Regions from separate parts of the Zea mays genome. Here region 2 is linked to region 1. Evidence: chromatin contacts called from public Hi-C data. All regions are on one chromosome and are shown on one strand. The core of a region is the stretch at or near the end of the contact, and the rest is flanking DNA. Distances in the headings are between cores, read along the strand shown. Region 1 holds the start of sbp23 (SBP-transcription factor 23). Region 2 holds the start of LOC100191922 (3-hydroxy-3-methylglutaryl-coenzyme A reductase 2).

The links. A called contact is a pair of places that touch in the nucleus more often than the background predicts.
Region 2: a contact with region 1 is called in a Hi-C map of bundle sheath, with 2.5 times the contacts expected there. The contact joins the promoter of LOC100191922 here to the promoter of sbp23 in region 1. A contact is called at or near these places in 2 of 25 Hi-C or Micro-C datasets (bundle sheath and tassel).

What each region holds. Positions count from the first base shown.
Region 1 is chr2:195,067,111-195,069,793 of Zm-B73-REFERENCE-NAM-5.0, reverse strand. It overlaps sbp23 (SBP-transcription factor 23), which reads left to right and starts at 1,306. Exons shown (of 3, transcript NM_001143473.1): 1 at 1,306-1,760. The coding sequence starts at 1,459.
Region 2 is chr2:195,625,531-195,628,213 of Zm-B73-REFERENCE-NAM-5.0, reverse strand. LOC100191922 (3-hydroxy-3-methylglutaryl-coenzyme A reductase 2) reads right to left here and starts at 1,319. Exons shown (of 4, transcript NM_001137346.1): 1 at 316-1,319; 2 at 1-53. The coding sequence starts at 1,250.

The DNA of each region.
Region 1 (2,683 bases), core at 57-2,556:
TCTTTTTGTGGATGGAAACCCCCTGATCCACTGCAACCGCATCCTGTAATAACAGTGCAAAATATACGGCGGTTGAGACACAGCAGCCTCTCACCTCCTCAATAATAGGAGGCACCGCTCACGTCCTTCCGGGACCCGCCACCACCAGCCGCACGGCCATCAATAGTGCACCACGCCGCTGTACAAAGCTACCAGTGGCAGCTGCTGGCGCCGGCCATGGCCATACCTGCACGAGCGCGCCTGCCTCCGCTGGCCTGTTTTTCTGTTCGCTCTCCGGTCAGCCATGGTGGCGCGCACAGCGCTGCGTGCCACAGTGCGGCCTGCCGGCCGCTGCCGGTGATGCTCACGTTCCAGGCCTGGGCCGGGCGGCCTACTGTTGCGCGCCACCAACCACGTCAGCATCGACGACACTTGGCGACTGGCCCACCCATCATCCCCAGTTCCTGAGAGTCCTCGGTGCTGTGTCTGTGCGCGTGTGATGGCCTGATGGGATCGCCGGAGGTAGCTGCGGCTTTTCTAAAAGAGCCAGCAACAATTCTCTTTTTCTGTCTTTCACTTATAAACTGGTTCACTATGAGGCCCTGTTTGAAAGCAAGTGGAATGAACGGGATTGAAGGGCTAAAATCACTTACTATTTAAAACTGAATAGTGAGAAATTCTAGCTAGGCTACTTTAGAAATCTCAAATCCTCTTCAAGATTAGAGAGGATTGAGGTGAAAATGAACTAATTTCCTCTTCAATGTCCTTTAATCCTGAAGGGGATTCGATTTTTCAAACTAGCCCTCAATCCTTCTCGTTACTCTCACTCCCGGCATGTTTGGTTTGTGGCTAACTGTGCCCCATTTTACCTAAGGTTAGTCGTTCGAATTGAATAACTAACCTTAGGCAGAAAAGTTAGGTAAAATGAGGCAAATTAGGCATCAATCCAAACGGGCCATAGTATGGCCGGCCGTGGACGGACGGACTTTTCCACCACCACACACGCGCGCGCTATATAAGGCGCGCAGGCCGGCGCAGCCAGCAAGGAAACCAACAAACAGAGCAAGCAGTTGGTGGCGCATGGAACAGTAGTGTGCGGCGCGAGAAAAGAGGAGCTTGGTGGTGTGGGTGCGGTGGTGGCGGCCGAGCTAGCAGCAGGCTGCTGCGACTGGGAGTGGGAGGGAGCCGAGCGGAGGAGGTGCGTGTGGTGGGAGGTGGGGACGGCAGCACAGCACACACAGGCGCACACGCGCGCGCACTGCACCACACACACGCCAAAGCGTTATTTTAAGGGCGGCGCCACCACTGTTGTCGCCTCCTTCCTCACTGCCTCCTCCTACCCTTCCCTCGCTGAAGCCCTCTCGCGCCTCCTCCCACTCCCACTGGACAGAGAGGAGGTTAGTGGAAGGCGGGCTAGGAGGCTACGCCGCCACAGACGCGAAGCGATAGCGTCGGGGGGAAGCAAGGAAGCGGGTGGCAATGGCGACCGGCGGCGGCGGTGGGAGCGACGACTTCCACGGGCTCACGTTCGGCCAGAAGATCTACTTCGAGCAGGACGCGGGCGCCGCCGGGGGGAGCGCGACGGGCGGCAGGAAGGGGAAGGGCGCCGCGGCGTCCGCGAGCGCCGCCCAGCCGCCGCGGTGCCGGGTGGACGGGTGCGGCGTGGATCTGAGCGCCGTCAAGCAGTACTACTGCCGGCACAAGGTGTGCTACATGCACTCCAAGGAGCCGCGCGTCTTCGTCGCCGGCATCGAGCAGCGCTTCTGCCAGCAGTGCAGCAGGTTCAAAATCCCGAACCACTCTTTCCGTTCCCGTCTCCCAGTAGTCCAGTACCAGGCGCTGCTGCTCAGCTCTGCTACTACTACTATATTCCGCTCGTGATACCGTCAGCAGCTGAATGCACCACATGTCCACACACACACTCCAATTCAGAAGCCAAGCCAACCTCTGCAGTTGGCTGGCTCATCTCGTTCTCGCATGGGATGCTAGCAAGCATGCTGCTGCCTGGGAGAGTACCGTTGGTGCACAATTGTCTTGTCTGGGGGTGGCCGGGTGGGCGTCGAAGTTGATTAGGGATGGATCCGGATATTTATTCGGATGTCAATTTTTTGATCTTCTTTCTTCGATTGTGAACAAATAACATATAGAATTTGCTATGTAAATTTATATTCTTGTTTTTAGCATTGAGGCTATTAATCTTCACAAAAAATAAACATTAAATTCATTCTAGATATTTTTAAATAATTGATATAAAATTCGGATGTCTATCCGAATACGGATTCGGATGTTTTTTCACCTTTTTTGTTGTAGGGAGAAAATAATGTACATAAAAATGTATACAAAAATTTATTTAAATACTTCATAATATTCTTCATAACATTGCCAAAAATTAGCTTTAAATTATATGTATATCTATGCTAAAATATTAGATTTGTGATACAATTCGGATGTTTTAGGAACATCCCTAAAGTTGATGTAAATTTTGGGCAAGTGGAATCTGACCAGAATAGTAAGGGACATAGATGTGAGCATTCACAGTATCTTGTCTCAGCACCACATCCAGTATATACTACTATAGGAAGCCTACATTCATCTTCTTTTTTTTTCCTTATCCTACTGTGCTGGTAGCCTATGTGAATGGCTATTGGCTAGTACAGTGCACCAGTACCTGTACGACACTATTTAATGTCCTAGATGGAAAATG
Region 2 (2,683 bases), core at 70-2,569, 560 kb before region 1:
TCCTTCCTGCAATCGCACACTTCACTCCCTGCAGCCTTCCAAATCTGCTCGATCTGCACAAATATTTCCCAAACCAGGTCGGTCATCACATAATCCCACCATCAACCCTCAAGTTCAAAAAGTGGGCAACCGTACAGGCAATTTATGGATTAAAAAAAGTGACTGATGACAACTGCTACTGCTTTGATGGAGATGGATGCACATAGACGTGTCGTCAAGCCCAAGAGACGCGCTAGCCTAATGGTAATCGTTGAGCGCGTGGAGCATGGGTCGAAAGGGACAACGTGACGTTGATTTGGAATCTAGCGTTCTTACCTGTTAAACACCACGGCCAGGGTGTCAAAGTTCGCTGGGTCCTCCAAGAAGGCCTTGAGCTCAGCGGCGCGGCGTGCAGACGGGAACCGGACGACCGGGGCTCGCGTCATCCCGTCCCTGAAAACGACGCTGGAGGCACCACCGGACTCGGCAATGGCCTTGCATCCGCGGTTCGTGCTGGCGACGAGGCAGCCCTCGGTGGTGGCCATCGGTACGTAGAGGCGGCGCCCGTCGAGCAGGAGCGGTCCGGCGACGCCCACGGGAAGCTGCACGTACCCGACCGGCAGCTCGCAGCATTGGCCCAGGATGGACGCGTAGTCGAACCCGTCGAGCGGGAGCCCGTCCATATCCCTTCCGGTGATCCGGCGCAGCGCCTCCCTCCTGATCCCGGCGGCCCGGCGGCAATCTCCCAGCCTAGACTCCAGCACGTAGGACGGGATCTTCCCTGCCACAACCGCGGCCACGATCTCCTCGTCCTCCTCCGGCATTTTCTCCGTCGCGGCGGCGGGGCTCCCCAGCAGCGCACACGGGGTCTGCGCAGGCGTCGGCGGCGCCCGCGCCCGCGCGTGGCGGGAGTCGACGATGAAGTCCTCGTCGTCGTCGCTGCTGGAGACGACGGACTGCACGAAGGCGATCCCGAAGAAGCTGAGGAGGTAGATGAGCGACGCGACGAGGCCGCAGATGGCGAAGATCTCGGCGGGGGAGACCACGTGGAGCGGCGTGGAGGCGCGGATCTTCCCCCGCCACCGACGCATCAGGTACACCAGCGACGCGGCGAACAGCGCCGAGAAGATGAGGTTCGTGTGCCGGATCGGCAGCGGTAGCGCATCACCCGCCTGCACACGCACCCGCTCCCCCTCGGCCCCGGTCGCCTGCTGGCGCCTAGGGACGCTCCCGTGCGGCGGTGGAACCCTGCGGCGGACATCCATATCCATAGGGCGGACGAGGCAGCGGTGGGCTCGCTCGTCGGCGCTCAACCGCGCGGCGGAGCGGCGAGGAGGACGGGGGTTTGGGGATTTGATTTGGGGCCGGGCGCTCTCATATAGCTTCGCCGCCGCTACCCTTGAACTCAGCGGAATCGTTGACAGGCTGGGCCTACCATGGTTCGTTGGGCCCCGGTCGTGCCTGGCCTCTCCCGGGCCGCTACTGCTACAGTTTGACGGTTTCGTATGGTTTCTGCAGTTTGGATGGTCTGTCTGGAGTCCGGACTCAGGACTCTGGACAGGACAGGTATACGCCTAGATGGTGTCCACTTTGCAGCCCTACGTTTCTTCGTTTCTGCTACAATAGTATACACCTCTAGTGCCATGTCACGTACGCTCGCTAAGTGGGGGCGGATTTGGGCCCGGGCCTCCTGGCCCCGTGACCCAGGGCGCAGCCTAAAAGTTCTCTTCAGCCAAAAAATCTTGTTTAAAATAAATTTCAGTCCAAAAATGTAGTCTAAAAGACATCCTGCTTGCAGCGATTGAGCCTAGCGCTAGCGACCTCCCTCTATCGCTCGAGTCACGAGAACACACTCTTTCAATTATTTCGCAAATCTGCGTGGTTGCGCTTCCTATATTGCTAGCGGCATGACCGCCTCCCTCTAGTCCTCTATCATTCTCCACGCCTTTGGGATCCACAGATCCGGCAATGGCATAAGGCAGCAACCTTCGAGGCGACCGGGCGGGCTCTGACTTAGGCATCTGCCACCGCTAGTCCGACATCTGCCTCCGCCAGTCCGCCTCCAGCCTCCCTGCGACCCTGCAGCAGCGACGCGCGCGCGACCTGCACTGGCATCACGCCACCGCCCATACAAATCTGCCCCTACCATTACATCTTCTCCCAAGCTATACAACTTCCTCAATCTGATTCCCTTTTTTCTTATTCATAGGCAAGGGCGGAGTGCCTCCTGGCCAATGGACAGTGACTGTCTGCTACAATGTACCCGTGATTCTCCCCTATTGTAAGTAATTGTTCCCAAATGTTCGATCCACATTCCCTACCTGTCATAGTTCCACTGGATTGATTTAAATGTTACTACCCTGTTCTTAAATAGTTATCGTCTCCTAGTTCATTTTTGAACTAAATTGTGAAAATGAAAAGACGGAGTAGTACATCATTATATTTGTAGAGTGACCTGTGACGTTAATTTTACGGAGCTCCGCCACCGGGCACTAGTCGTCGGTGTCCTCTCGACACATCCTACAATAGTAGTCCAGTTTTGCTGAACAAAATGCCAATCCTGTTTTTTTAAATGTAAAATATATTTTCATATCAAATCCACTAAAAGACATAATATATGGTATTATTTTGTTTGTAAACATAATCAAAACTAAGAAAGCTTGATTTTGGTTTAAATTTGGAATTGCATTTTTCCTACGCGAAG